Regions from separate parts of the Mus musculus genome. Here all the other regions are linked to region 1. A link is a contact called in public HiChIP or PLAC-seq and Micro-C data. All regions are on one chromosome and are shown on one strand. The core of a region is the stretch at or near the end of the contact, and the rest is flanking DNA. Distances in the headings are between cores, read along the strand shown. Region 1 overlaps Itpr2 (inositol 1,4,5-triphosphate receptor 2). Region 2 overlaps Gm32838 (a long non-coding RNA gene). Region 3 has its middle 18 kb from the start of Bhlhe41. Region 4 overlaps Itpr2 (inositol 1,4,5-triphosphate receptor 2). Region 5 holds the start of Bhlhe41 (basic helix-loop-helix family, member e41).

Region 1 (2,700 bases), core at 181-2,680:
GGCTACACCTATGAAATTAGAAGGTAAGCCATTCAGGTTCCTGCCTGTACAGTGGGGTTCATATACATCCAGTGTTTAATTTATTTTTGCTTTTACTTTTTAGGAGCTAACAGCTAAAACTGTATTGAAATGCCATAAAGCTTTAAAAGTTGTTGTAACAAGCCCTACCTGGCCCTTGGTGGCTGAGAGCTTAAAGGATCTAGAGACCAGAGGGTCTCTGGTTCAGCATGTGGTGTCTTGGCTGGTGGCCCCTCACCACAAGACCACCTCACACTTTCATTATTTGTCTGCCTCTGACACCTCGAAGAGTCTCCAAGAGAAATCCCTCCTTCCAGGCTATTTTTTCCCCTTGACAAGTTCTGGTTGTATGACTCAACGTGAAAACAGTTTGGGGGAAGGAATTATGAGCTGCCTACGTCTTGAAAAGCTGTTACTCTAATAGTCTTAAATAGGCCATTGAAATGTTGTTGTGTATTTTTATGTAGTCAATACAATTCTTAGACTTCTCTCCCACAGCTGCAGGGACTGCATTCAGGTCCTCAGGCACCACAGATATAAGCCAACCTGCTTTTAAAAGGCAAGGCCATCGGAGTGTTTGCGTCACCCCCGAGATTTCCTTTCAATGCCTATATATTTTAGTAGCATAGGCACTCAAAACATTACTTCCTGGGCCTTATGGTTAAGCTTCCCTTCTCCAGGTCTTTAACATCTTAGCACGCACGTGACTTTAAGCACACTCTTAGCCAGTTCTAAGAAAGCTTCTCATTGCACAGGCCCGCACAGAGTCCTGGAGACAGCCACCCTGATCCAGTTATGTTTTTCAGTGTGTGGGGTATGAACTCTGAAGCACTGAGGGGCAGTGCTCTGAGCCCATTGTGTCTCGTGCCAAGAAGAAAATGTCCAGCTAACACGTAAGGTTCAGAAGTTTAATGACATCTTTTCAATTCTCCTTTTTAATCTTTTAAATTTTTTTTTTCTTAGTCAGACTTAGCCAGCAGAGTGTGGCTTCCTGTCTCGATGACCTGAGTGCCACAATTCGAACAAATTCCAACCAGCCATGACGGAGGCTGCAGTCAGCGTGTGAGACAAATCCAAGGCCTATCGATCAAGCAGGGGGAGGTCTGCTGCTCCACACCAGACTCTCCCACCCCCAACAGCCCCTCAGGCTGGCTACTTCCTGCCCCACCGAGAGAGTCTGTGCCCTATGCGTTTTTTTTTTTCTTTTTTCTTTTTTTCTTTTTTTCTCTAAGCTTGAATCTTCTCAAGCGTGCAAACACAGTTACGGATTGTTCTGGGAGCTAAATGGCTCAGCATCTTGGCACTTGGTTGTTTTTAGCTTTTCAACAATAGCCACTGTTCGCTCCCCTCCATCTCCATCCCTCTGTGATGAGGCAGGCATCCGATGAAAGGCTGGTCACGGCGTGCCCCCATGGTGTCAGTGCGGTGGCATGTGATGGTTCACATGGGGTGTGTTTGATCCAAGAAAGCCCAGCCTTTGCTTGTTTTTCCTTTGTTCTGTCATCTGGGGAGAGAGAGAGCGTGTTCAGCTGGCTTTCTCAGTTCTTCCCCAGTACCTGCCGGCCACTGAGGTCTTGTTTTCTTTCCCAAGAGCCCACTGTCTGGTTCCACATATGATAACCACAAAAGAAATTATTTTGAAAACTAAATTACCATAAACAGAGGTAGTGAGAAAGAGCAACCATTGTCTCTGTGGTTAGGAAACGGATCTGTTGTGTTCTTATCACCGTTGCTGTAAGCATTTAACGGCTACCAAGGGGCCTGGTGATATTCTGTTTTATGAGTGTTAAGGACCGTCATATGATAGAGGGTTGATCGGGATGTTACAGTGGCAGCCATTAGGAACACCTGCCTTTCCAATGAGCTTGGCTATCTGAAGCCTGGCAGGATAAAATCTATCACCAAGAGCAAAGGGCTCCCTCCCTGTCTTTCCACAGGGTGAAAAATGCTTGCAGGGGTTGTGGGGGAGCACCTGCTTGCTGAGATGCCACCACACTGCAAGGCATACTTGGGGAGGTTTCTTTCCTGGAGTCTCTGGGTCCCCTTGCTCACAGAGGTAAATGGCTCGAGCCTCCCTACATCCATCACCCCCCTCCCCACTCCCTTCCCCTGAGCCTGCTGACCTGCTCCTTCAGCTCTGCCAGCTGCCCTGACAGCTGCTTCACCAGACTCATCGTAGACTCCAGCTTCTCCTGCAGGTTCCGGATCTCATTTTGCTCACTGTCACCTTCGTTGCTGACAAGTGACATGGCTCGCATCCGAGGAAACCAGTCCAAATTCTTCTCCTAGGAGGAAAATAAATGCGCAGGAACCAGATAGTGAGTGTGAGAGGGAGCTGGAGGAACCACAAAGAATGTTTCCACGTATGACTGTTGGGATTTAAATCAGTGTCTCAATTAATCCCAGCAGTCTGGAAGCAGGAGGATTGCTTGGACTTCAAGGTGAATTTCAGGCCAGCCTGGGCTAGATAGCAGGATTGTCTCAGAGGAAAAAACAAAACAAAATCTCTCTAAGTATATATACCAAAAGGTCCCTCTCTGGCTAGAGGCAGAAAGAGGCAGGATTGGAGTCAAGGGGTTAAGACTCTGGTCCTCATGGCCTAAGAAAGACCTTGTCAACAATGACTTCCTCCAGGGTCCCAGATGGTCCTTGATGAAGCAGGCATCCAGTGATTCTGATGGA
Region 2 (2,700 bases), core at 191-2,690, 140 kb before region 1:
AGAACCTAGAGCAGAATTCTTAAGGGTTCCAATATAGATTGAAGACCAGCAGCTCTCTAGGAATCCTCTAGACCATTCTAGAACTACTGAGGTATCCAGCCTCATGGCCCAAGAAACTACAGGACTCTTAGCTCTCCAGTGAGAGACAGCCATTGTTGGATTAGCTGGGCCGTGTTATGGAAGCCACTGTAAATCTTGTGTGTGTGTGTGTGTGTGTGTGTGTGTGTGTGTGTGGTGTGATTGTGTGTTCTTAGTCTGTTCCCTTAGTGCTCCCTGGCCAATACAGTGATGATGGCGTGGTGAAGAGATCTGTGGTAACCATCTACATGTTGAAATCACAGACACAGCAGGAAGCCAGAGAAGCCCTGTTAACTCCTGAAGGCCATAGTAACACTCACCACCACAGCTAGTTTCTGTCTTCTGACGTGGATAACCAAGGCAACTCCTCTCTCTGTTCCCTGAAAACACTGCGTGGAATTCTGATGATTTGTCTTGTGTTCCTAACTCAGACATGCTTTCTAATCAGTGAAGAAAGTGAACCAATGCTTCCAAGCCCTGGCATCTGGAAGGCCCGAGGCTCAGTGCCCTTGGGAAGCCATGCCGCACCAAATGTGCAGAGGCTGTTTGTTAGATAAGCACTCCAAAGGCCTTTCAGGGAGTCTAGGGACAGCTGCATGGAAGGACATCCTGCCGCCTCTGCTCTGGAGACCTGGGAGATCTGTGAAACATTTGCATGGATTATATGGGCCTTTGTCTTCAAACCCAGCTGGGAGTATTATGGTTTGGATGTGAAATGTTGCCCATAGGCTCAGGTGTTGAAACACTTGGTCTCAGTTGGTAATGCTGTTTTTTTTTTTGGGGGGGGGGTGGATTGTGGAACTGTGGGAGGTACAGCCTCTCTGAAGGAAGTGGGTCATGGGGAGACTTCATAAGCATGCCCCACTCTTGAGTCCCGACTCCTGAGTTAGTGTGACCATCTGTCTCATGTTCTGGTTACCTTGCCTTCCCTCCCTGTCGACTCTCTCCCTACCTGAAGCATGAGTCAACGCGCATTCTCCAGTGTTTAGTCACACTTGTCTGTTGTTCTGTCACAGCGACAGGAAATGAACTAATACACAGTCGCCCTCTTCTTATTCACTGTTGTTGCTGTCCCAGGACCTTGTACAGCAGTGGTAACTCAGACCCCATAGTGGGGCAGCTCTTTGTAAAAGCCCTACTAAGGACCTTTCTGGGCAAACCATCACTCCTGGGCTTTGCAGTCTCCCATCTAGACAGTCAAGACGGCCCTGGAGTCCCAGAGACCCTTTCTAAAGCATTGCTTAAAGCTACACTGCCTTCCCTGAGCACTATGGTTTGTAGCAAGAGGCAAACTATACCAGTCCTGTCTGTCAGAATCTAAATGTGGAGGGTTGTGCATTTACATCCTGTAGACTCCAAGGAGCTAAAACAGATCCGCTGTAGACTTGCAGAACGCTTGTAAATTAAAAATAGACACTAACACATCACTGTATAGCAATGGAGGGAAGAAGCCATTGCTTTCAGGGGAAGTCTCATGGCTCTGACCTGACCGTGAGCAAACAGCAAAAGGTCAAAGGGCATACCACACCATTACCACTCCAAAGCTCTGCCCCTCCCACACCAAGAGAGCTTTCTGCCTCTGTTTTTCTTTCAAAACCAGACTATAGAGGAGGATCCATGGAGGGTCTGTGGCACGAAAACCCTTAGATACCCGCACACAAGCATTTCATGCCTGTTTCTCCCAGAACACAGCAGCAGTTTCTGATTGAGAGAGTTTGGAAGGGTCTGTCAGGTTCCCCTCCTCCCTCCTCCTACCCCTGTTTATGTTGCAGCACGCCACCCATGCCTCTCATCAACATCTTCAAAGAAGGAAGGTTTATTTTAATTTCTGATTTCAGTGATGGTGGATGCCACAGCCAACTCTGTCAGTTCTGGTCCCGGGCTGAAGCTCAGCATCATGGTTGTCATGGTTGCAGGATAAGGTGGCAGGAAGCAAGGAAGTAGGGTGTGGAAAAGGCCAGGGTGGGATCTAGTCCCCAAGAACACACCGTTCACGGACTCACTTTCTCCAAGGGGCCCTGCCTCCTGCTCCCCAATCCCTTACATACATCACACTGTGAACCTGTTAAGGCCTCAGCTCGTTGATTGGGTCAGAGATCCTAGGACCCAATCACATGCCCAAGTCCATCAGCTGGCAATCAAGCTTGACCACAGGCCTGTGGATGGTCTTCATGGTCACACCATAACAGAAGGCCACACGAAGGAACGAGTGTGATACTTCCACGGGGCACTCAGGATTTCCTGGAGGGGTCACAAATTGCTTGGTGAGAGGGGTTTCTGTTGAGGGTCTAATGAAATTACTGGATTTTAATACATATATTTTAGAGACAATGTTTTTCTTTTTTACACCCCCATTTATATATGAGGGGTATAGCTGGGACCTGGACATAAAACAAAAGAGATTTTTTTTTTAAAGTTTGGGTCTTGCTACTAATATTCTCTCTCTCTCTCTCTCTCTCTCTCTCTCTATATATATATATATATATATATATATATATATATATTTGATTTGAGGGGAAAAACACAAAACAAAACCAAAAGGAAATATTATTATAATCTCTTTAGCAAATTCCTATACCACTTTTCTTAACGGGAGAAAGATACTTCGCAATCTGATATCGA
Region 3 (2,883 bases), core at 253-2,752, 230 kb before region 1:
CAATGCCATGCATGTAGTAGTCAGGGTTAGATGGAAGTAGTGGTGTGGTAGTGAATGTTTAACTGGACCTCAGGGAAAAGCATGTCTGTATGTGCAGTCTGAAAGATGTGTAGAAAACACATACAGTGATGTGCAATAATAAAATATGCATTGCTCACATAAATTCCATGAAGCTGATTAATTCTCAGTGAATGGTTTTATTGATTTCTGCTGACCCTGTATCCTTTGCCAGCCTACAGTTGCAATTAATTCATAAATGTAATTCCAACATGAAAGTTGGTTGAGACTTTTGTTTATTTTAGTGATTAAGGTGAAAGTACTACGGAGAAAAGACTTTTTAAAATAACCTTAGTCATTTGTTAAATACAGGAGCAATTAGTAACAACTCTCACACAATGGGAAATGGTTTTTCTGCTTTCTTGTGTGTTACTCACAATGCAAAGTTCCGATGCGACACAGTGCTAAGTACAATCAACATGACACATGATTTCTCTGGCCTAATAACCAAGAAAACCAACCCCTGAAGTTTCTGCCAATTTTCATAGTGTAAATACTTGCAAGAGACTCTCTACCAACAATGTATCAGTGAAAGTGGAGGTGGGGGATTACAGGCAGGGAGGAAGCAGAAGAGACACTTCCTTGGCTTGGTGTGGAATTTACCTGATCGTCATCAGCTACAAGAGTTAGAAACACCTGGAGTGCTGGCTTGTGAAATGCAGGGTATGATATTGAATGGACTTTACAGCACAATTCTCTGATTTGGACAAATGTTGAATGAGGGTAATATTGTCACCTGGAGGCTGAGACTGCGTGAAGATCAGCCTAGGCCTCCAGGCTCTGAGGCAGGAACAACTGAAACCAACAGAACAAAAGAAACCCAAGAGCTCCCAGCAGCTAAACTAGGGGAGCTACACCACCGAGGCCACAGTGATCCTTCTTGTGAGGTGAGAGATGGGCTTTATTCTCTCTCATTGGCCCTGTGGCATTGAGACCCAGGACCTCTGAAATGTAGCTCTCCTCCTGTGTAGTGTCTCAAGCACAGAGGTGTTTCCCCTGTTCTGTAGCAACACAAAGCAGGAGCAGACGGAAGCGAGCCTTATTGACTCCTGACTCTTGAAGACAGACCGGAGCCCAGTAAATATTTGTAGAAAGACTAGATGACCTCACAGAATGGGGCTACTGTTTGTGGTGGAGTAGCTTTTAATTTCTACATGACTAAATTTTTACTCTGTGATCATATATTAATATATTATCAAATTTGAATGGGTATGCTACTAATAGTCTAAATACTCACTAAAACTACGTCTTAGAGCCAGATGTGCTGCTGTGAACCTGGGATCCCATACTTGGAAGGCTGAGGAAGAGGGTCATTCACAGATAATCACTTCTGTAGCACCACACCAAGACACTTTCATCTATCGTTTCAGCTAATGTATACTGGTGTAACTTTTAGTGACCCACCTACTCTCTGTTTCTGTGGAGTTACCCATTTGGATATCTCATGTGCACAGAACCATGTGAGTCATTGCTCTCTACAGTTGAGTTCATTTCCTGTTTTCAGGGTTAATCCTTGCAATAGCATACAATATTTTACTAGTTTTTTTTTTTTTACTGCTAAACCACATTGCATTGCATGACTATGGCACTTTTATTTGCCCACTTAGCAGTTGATAGAATCCAGGGCATGTTCTTTTTTTTTTTTTTTTTCATTTTTTATTAGGTATTTAGCTCATTTACATTTCCAATGCTATATCAAAAGTCCCCCATACCCACCCACCCCCACTCCCCTACCCACCCACTCCCCCTTTTTGGCCCTGGCGTTCCCCTGTACTGGGGCATATAAAGTTTGCGTGTCCAATGGGCCTCTCTTTCCAGTGATGGCCGACTAGGCCATCTTTTGATACATATGCAGCTAGAGTCAAGAGCTCCGGGGTACTGGTTAGTTCATAATGTTGTTCCACCTATAGGGTTGCAGATCCCTTTAGCTCCTTGGGTACTTTCTCTAGCTCCTCCATTGGGAGCCCTGTGATCCATCCATTAGCTGACTGTGAGCATCCACTTCTGTGTTTGCTAGCCAGGGCATGTTCTTTTGAGCGCTCATGAATGACATTCTGAGCACCAGGCATGAGGCTGTGTGCACTTGCTTTCAGTTCTCTAGGATGTGGGCTGGGGCAGATGCTAGTTACATAGTAACTGAGGGACAGACAGCTTTGCGAAAGGGCTTCAGCCCCCACTGCATTCTTGCCAGAAGTGTATGAAGGTTCCGTTTCCACCACATGGTCAGGGAAGTTACCAGCCACAGAAAGGTGTGATGAATGTTAAATCGACTTCTCAGTAAGTGTAAACCTTTTAGGATTTGACCAAAAATTTGTATTCAAAGGCATAGTTTTAGTTACAACCTTATAAATCTAAATGGTTTGTAAGAATAAAACTTCCAAGTGTAAGACTAAAACTTCCAGGCTTTACCATGCAACCAAGAGCACAGAGCAAGGATCTCAGGCTGGAAGGGTTTAACTGTCTTTCTTAGGGTGCTCCTAAAACTTGAAGTAAATTTACAGTACATGTTGTGGGGGTACACTCTTGTTATCCCAGTACTTGGGAGATACAGGCAAAGGGATCAGGTGTTCAGGGCCAGTCTTAGCTACAGGAGACCCATGTCAACAAAAACAAACAAAACAAAGTAACAAGTGGCTGTTGGGGTGGAGGGGGGTGTCTTAATTCTGAAGGTTTCTGGAAGCAGTAATGCTTGAGCACTGGTTCAGTCAAGAAATCTTGTAACAAAAATAAAAAAACAATATGTAGCATAGAGGCTGTGAAGAGACAAAGGCAGGAAGATACTCCAGAAGAGGAATGGAGATGCTCCTTCAAACAGGACATATGTGC
Region 4 (2,728 bases), core at 12-2,511, 160 kb after region 1:
GCAGAATCCACATATGTACGATAAGGTTGGAATAAAAATGGGGATTTCAACAAACTCCCATCCGGAGGTTTTAACGAATAAGAGAAAAATAAAAAGACCTTTTGCAAGAGGGAAAAAAATGAACAACATTGGTTTTGTTACAGTTTAAGAGGAACCTACCCAAAATCACAGAACTGAACAGCTAATCCCTGTTGACACAGCAGAGTGGACTGAGTCTGGGCTTCAGGGCCTTTGATTTCTACTCACAGCCATTAGCATCGGTCTGACTGCTGAAATCCTGCAGGCAGGAAGCCAGAGGCGGTCAGGAGAGCTGAGCCCAAGTTGGCTGTATTCTGGGTTCTCTGTGAGGCCCCAGGGAAGATAAATGAACCCTCAGCCTCTCTCCCTACACCGACCGACCGCTGCCTTCCTGCAGACTCCAGATCTCCTTCTGAGAGATGCAATCTGAAGTCTCAGCCATATAATAAGGGTGAATTTCTGACTGGTCCCAATTCCACAACTCTCACAAAGAAAGTAAAATCTGCCCAAAGTTTCTAACTTCAGATAACCTTCTAGGTTATCTGAAGAGCCGGAAAGATGGCCCCACAAGGACAAAGGCCCCAAGGGTCTGGCACCCTCCACGGCCCATGTGGATACCTGCATATGCAGATGCACATACACAAACAAAGATAAAATAAAAATCTTTTAAAAAGAAAAGTCCACTTGAACTCATAATTTAATTTTTTCTCACTAATGTTCCTTAAAATTTGCAAATTTCCTTTTTCCTTCATAGACCACGCATTGGGGGAAAATACTGGTTGCTACCTACACAAATTCCCAAAAATAATGTCCAGTATGTTACTTTTGTAGTAGTAGTAGGAATAGTTGTTGTTGTTGTTGCATTAATTGCTGAATCATCATAAAAATATTTTTAAGTGATGTGGGACAAGTTTTTCTAGTGAGGAGGACTGAGTTGCTTCCCTCCACTTCATTATTTGTCCGTATTACATAATACTTAATTTTCTCTCTTCAGGAGCATAATGAGATACAGACAGACAGACAGCAAATGTCCTTGCTGGAATTAGTGTGCACACTCATCAGTTATGTGCAGCCGATCAACATCTGCTTTCTAGTACAGAGCGGCCAAAGCTTCTCTCACGCAGACTCACGGATCCTTCAGAGCAACTGAATTTCAGGCAATGGCATTGCACAGCACGTGACTTGTCTCCAGTGAAGCACAGCGCCAGACACTGCAGGAGTTACATAACCACAGGCTGCTGCTGGCAGAGCCGCCTCAGTGGCTCAGCCGTCCGTGTCTCCTCCAACCACACCCTGCAGCTCTGATATGCAGTGTACACATGTGTTGTCATGTGCCTGGGGACTTTCTTGGCAGTGAACACAAGACACGGTTTCCTGCCTACCAGTAGGGAGAGGTCTTTTTTAAAAGTGATCACACTGTATACAGATCATATCAGGACAGAAGTCACCACAAGCCACAGCAAAAGCAGGTGTCAAATGTACACTGTACAACTCTCCCCCTGCCCTTTCAAATAAACTTTTAGATTGTGGCTACATTGGGATAATTTATTTAAGATGTTATAGTAAGTATAACCAATTGTCAATCATAAGTGTTTCTCCAAATGTGAGCCCCAAGGAACAACTAACTCCAGACACACATGGTTTGTTCCCAGCGCTTGGACAGAACACGCACTATCATGAGATATCATGAGTATATCTAGTTTCCTGGTGATGCTACTCTGTTAACGCTGAGCTCACATGAGTGTGGTGAATGTGACTGAGCATCTACGCACCCCCAGGCCTTCTCTTATGCTAATGCTGGGCCCTAGTGAAAAAGCACTGAATGCCAAATGGACACCTATCCTTTTCTGTATTCGAATTCTCATTCTAAAAAAAAAGTCTATCTACATACAAAGATCCTGAACCCAGGTATAAAGCAATCAATGTGTGCCTGCTATTTTCAAAAACAAGAGCTTGGCAGGCAACCTGCGATGGTATGAACTTGACACATGAAGAGAAAGCAGAGACTACCCACAAACACACAGAAGAAGTGACAAACATGTGTTTTTCAGGATTCCAAGATGCACCTATGTCTTTATTAAATACCAAAGTAATACCGAAGGAAGCGATTTAATATTACAGTAGCTAAAATTAAACAGGGGAAGAGTTGTTTAAAATAACACCAATGACTAGAATTCTGAATAAAACCTGAACTAGATTTAGGTAGAAACAGTTTTGATCTCACCTGGCTTGAATATTTAAAATTATATAGTGAGAATTCAAAGTATCAATGAGAAGAAATGAAAACATTTATATAATTTAAAGGTTTGTACTCAGCTACTCCAAGAGACATCATTTATGGAACAGTGACGCCTACTGGTAACTTGTGATATTGCATCTCAATTGTAGCCCTGCTCTATGGTCTGCCCACTGACATCTAAGGAGGCAGGGAGGCCATATACACAGGTGTTGAAGTTGGAGCAACCAAAATATGTTATAGACACTCAGAAGTATGTCACAAATAATGCTATTAGTTTGTGCAAATAATTTATGCTTAAAAAATGAATCCAGGCCTGACAAGATAGGCAAGTAAGCCTGGTTCAAACCTAAGCTTAATCCAGCCTCACTCACAAAGTTGTCCTCCTCCACAGCACCCACTATAGTAAGTGATTTTCAAAAGATTTCAATGTAAATATTGCTACCAGGAGGTGAGCCATGAAGACAGGGACCA
Region 5 (2,700 bases), core at 61-2,560, 250 kb before region 1:
GGCTTCCTCAGACCCACTTACCATTCTGTAAAGCAATTATCTTCTGATGCTGCTGCTCAGTTAAGGCTGTTAGCGCTTTCAAGTGCTTTAAAGTTAATTCCAAGACTACTGCTTTCTCCAAATGCCCCAGTGTCTGCAGTGGTGCGACAAAGGGGGACAGGGGTTACTTTAAAACACGCATTTTTATTTCCACGCAGCCCAGCAACTTAAGACAGGCACACACACACACACACACACACACACACACCACTGGGAAGGAAGCGCTGCTCAGCTCCCCACAGTCAGGTCGTCAATGATCTCTGCCATTAGCCCGGAGCCCCTGTTCTGAGTCTCTGGGAAACTCTTAGTTACAGCACAAGTTAGAAGGCAGGCCTCTTAATATTTACATTTATTATCCTATCTCTGGGAATTTTATCAGGTAAATACACCCCGGAGTCCATCAGGAGAATGAAAATGTGCATCTTACTGTCAATTTCAGATGTTCGGGCAGTAAATCTTTCAGCTGAGCAATGCATTCATTAATTCGGTCTCGTCTCTTCTTTTCTATTAATCTGTGCGGTAACTTGTAGGTATCCTTCATACACGAGCCAGAGAAAAGATACAGCAGTGAGCTAAACATTCATTCACTTACTGGATAGAACCCTCCCACCCCAACCCCCAAACACACTATGTAATGAACTAATGCCCAGAACTCTCTCCTCTAGACTTCTAAAATGCAATTTAAATTCAGGTGCGGTGTTGAATATCCCCCGGAGTATCCAGCAAGCCACTTAAAATTCACAGTTAGGAAAGCTCAGGGCTGGAATATATTTGCGGGCAGAGTTTCCTTGCGAAATCAATGGCCCTAATTAACTATCCAGGCAGGTTATGGGAAACTTAAGACTTACCTTGGTATCGTCTCGCTTCAAGCTCCTTTTGGGTTTACACATATACAAAGAGGAATAGTCCAGTCTGCAAAAACAGAAATCAGCATCAGGCCCCCATTCCGGGAGGGGCTCTGCCCTCACCCGCTCCATATCACTTTGTGCAGGGGATTAAAAAAAAAAAAGCCAAACCGACGCCTAGACAGATATTCGCAACGGTGCGTACACCTTACCCTATAAAATCCCTATGTTCCAGTAACTGTCTCTCTTGCAAATGAGGGATTCCTTCGTCCATGTTCAATGGCTGTCCGTTTCGATTTGGAGGTTTCTGTCCTGTAATCTGTGGGACGGTCGCCTGGAGAGATTTTGGGGGGATGTGTGCGTCTCCAGGCTGTCTCGCTCTCCCTCTTCAGTGCAGTATTGAAAGTGTGAAGCAGTTGGCCGCCCCTCCGCCCCGTGCTCGCTCGCTCGCCCTCTCGCACACCCGCGCGCGCACACCCGCGCGCACACACGCACTGCGCTGGTAGTTTGCTCTCACTCCGGGCAGTGTTTGGCCACAGGGCACGCGCGTCGCCGGCCAGACCAGCACCCAGCTCACGTGCGGAACGTACCATCCGCGGTCCAGCCCGGAGGGGGGCGGGGAGGAGGGGCCGGGAGGGGGCGGGGACACCTGATTGGGGCCACCTGGAAGGAGCGGCCACCCGGCGAGCCGTTCGTCTTCCCCGAGGCGCTGCAGGGCGCGGGGGCGGGGCGGGACGAGGGGCTCCCCCGGCTCGTCCAGCATCTCGGTGCAGAACCGAGGACGTGGCCTTTGGCTTTCCCACCAATTGCTGTTGGTTTGGGCCAGAGAAAGAACGCGAATTCGTGGTGGCTAAACTTGAGCGGGGAAGGAAAATTCGGAGATTTTGCTCATTGTTTACTGGCCAGGGGTGAAAGAAGGGTCGGGTAGAAAGACACCCTTTAGGTCAGGCTGGAGACCTACCCTGAAAAGGGGGTGACTTGCAATTTGCTTCCCGGATTTAAGATCAGTGAAAATGTAGACACTGATTCAGAATGTCGCATACCAAGTGGTTCTGGCAACAGTGTCCCCGGGCCACCTAAACTTCCCGCAGCAGCCGGAATTGCGGTGACACTAATCACACAGAGGCAGATGACGTTTGGGGCCTCGGGTGCTCCCGGGGGAGAGCAGGGAGGGGGAAGGGTGGCACAGGGCAGGAGGCACGCAAGGACTGTTGCGGGAAAGCCACGCAGTCCGGGTCCTGCCCGCCCCAGCCTGCGAGACACTGTGCTGCCTCCCGTCTCCCTCGTGCGATAAGCCACGCCGAGAGTGTGGCGAGCCCACGTTTACTACTGGCACCTCCGCGGCCTCCCTCCTTAATCCTGTCTCCAGCGGGTACCAGCACAGGGCCGGCAACGTGATGCGACCTGCGGCGGCTGCCACATCAGCGCGCAGGGATGCCGTGCGCGCGCCCCGTGTCCTCGGGAGCTCGGTCCACACAGCTGGGGACAGCCGTCCCCAGGTGCTCAGTGTCCCCACAACTCAAGCTAAATAAGAATCTGAATTCCATCCCCGTGGGCAGGGAGACCCCAGGTTGCTCCTACACTAATTTCTCAGAATTGACAATCACGTTCACTCTCGGACATTCGCTATCGCCAGCGGCACGAGAACCGAGAAGGAACCTGGGCCCCAAATGCACGCGCACTGGAGCGCAGCAGGGCCAGGGCAGCGGCGCTTGGGTTCCGGGGACGGATCTGGGTCGCGGGCCAGGGCGGCTGGAGCGGGTCACGTGCCGGGAGCCTCCTCCCCGCCTAGCCGCGCGGCGCTGGAGCCCAAGTC

Evidence for each region. A called contact is a pair of places that touch in the nucleus more often than the background predicts. HiChIP or PLAC-seq counts read pairs in DNA pulled down with a chosen protein or histone mark.
Region 2: an HNF4G HiChIP or PLAC-seq map of pancreatic cancer cells shows a contact between it and region 1. The contact joins two enhancer-like sites. A contact is called at or near these places in 2 of 484 Hi-C or Micro-C datasets (the N1E-115 cell line and muscle stem cells) and 1 of 115 datasets of contacts at active chromatin or transcription factors (pancreatic cancer cells).
Region 3: a FOXA1 HiChIP or PLAC-seq map of pancreatic cancer cells shows a contact between it and region 1. The contact joins two enhancer-like sites. A contact is called at or near these places in 10 of 39 promoter capture datasets (the 3T3-L1 cell line, 3T3-L1-derived adipocytes, the HPC-7 cell line and 5 more), 4 of 484 Hi-C or Micro-C datasets (bone marrow-derived macrophages, muscle stem cells, nephron progenitors and 1 more) and 2 of 115 datasets of contacts at active chromatin or transcription factors (microglia and pancreatic cancer cells).
Region 4: a contact with region 1 is called in a FOXA1 HiChIP or PLAC-seq map of pancreatic cancer cells. The contact joins two enhancer-like sites. A contact is called at or near these places in 8 of 484 Hi-C or Micro-C datasets (the G1E-ER4 cell line, the HPC-5 cell line, the N1E-115 cell line and 4 more) and 5 of 115 datasets of contacts at active chromatin or transcription factors (bone marrow-derived dendritic cells, a colorectal cancer cell line, embryonic stem cells and 2 more).
Region 5: a contact with region 1 is called in a Micro-C map of muscle stem cells, with 5 times the contacts expected there. The contact joins the promoter of Bhlhe41 here to the enhancer-like site in region 1. A contact is called at or near these places in 16 of 39 promoter capture datasets (the 3T3-L1 cell line, 3T3-L1-derived adipocytes, the C10 cell line and 10 more), 11 of 484 Hi-C or Micro-C datasets (the HPC-5 cell line, bone marrow-derived macrophages, cochlea and 5 more), 21 of 115 datasets of contacts at active chromatin or transcription factors (the 230-238 cell line, bone marrow-derived dendritic cells, bone marrow-derived macrophages and 16 more) and 7 of 9 other capture datasets (adipose tissue, bone marrow-derived macrophages, embryonic stem cells and 4 more).

Annotation. Positions count from the first base shown.
Region 1 is chr6:146,110,236-146,112,935 of GRCm38.p6, forward strand. It overlaps Itpr2 (inositol 1,4,5-triphosphate receptor 2), which reads right to left. Exons shown (of 57, transcript NM_019923.4): 56 at 2,142-2,303; 57 at 1-1,522. The coding sequence ends at 1,436. Among named protein-coding and RNA genes, the nearest start is that of Gm35768, 33 kb to the right of the region's middle. Within about 2 kb of position 1,431, at least 75 of the 459 cell types and tissues checked have an H3K27ac peak or open chromatin away from gene starts, as enhancers often do. A contact at or near this core is called in cochlea, embryonic fibroblasts, embryonic forebrain and 5 more, where this site is marked.
Region 2 is chr6:145,971,976-145,974,675 of GRCm38.p6, forward strand. All of the region lies in intron 1 of Gm32838 (a long non-coding RNA gene), which reads left to right. Gm38928 (a long non-coding RNA gene) reads right to left here. Exons shown (of 3, transcript XR_869599.2): 3 at 1,956-2,319. Among named protein-coding and RNA genes, the nearest start is that of Gm38928, 4.2 kb to the right of the region's middle. Within about 2 kb of position 1,441, at least 44 of the 459 cell types and tissues checked have an H3K27ac peak or open chromatin away from gene starts, as enhancers often do. A contact at or near this core is called in muscle stem cells and pancreatic cancer cells, where this site is marked.
Region 3 is chr6:145,881,664-145,884,546 of GRCm38.p6, forward strand. No RefSeq gene overlaps it. Among named protein-coding and RNA genes, the nearest start is that of Bhlhe41, 18 kb to the left of the region's middle. Within about 2 kb of position 1,503, at least 64 of the 459 cell types and tissues checked have an H3K27ac peak or open chromatin away from gene starts, as enhancers often do. A contact at or near this core is called in pancreatic cancer cells, where this site is marked.
Region 4 is chr6:146,270,065-146,272,792 of GRCm38.p6, forward strand. All of the region lies in intron 37 of Itpr2 (inositol 1,4,5-triphosphate receptor 2), which reads right to left. Among named protein-coding and RNA genes, the nearest start is that of Gm35596, 52 kb to the left of the region's middle. Within about 2 kb of position 1,262, at least 182 of the 459 cell types and tissues checked have an H3K27ac peak or open chromatin away from gene starts, as enhancers often do. A contact at or near this core is called in muscle stem cells and pancreatic cancer cells, where this site is marked.
Region 5 is chr6:145,864,110-145,866,809 of GRCm38.p6, forward strand. It overlaps Bhlhe41 (basic helix-loop-helix family, member e41), which reads right to left and starts at 1,311. Exons shown (of 5, transcript NM_024469.2): 1 at 1,097-1,311; 2 at 888-951; 3 at 467-574; 4 at 22-133. The coding sequence starts at 1,158.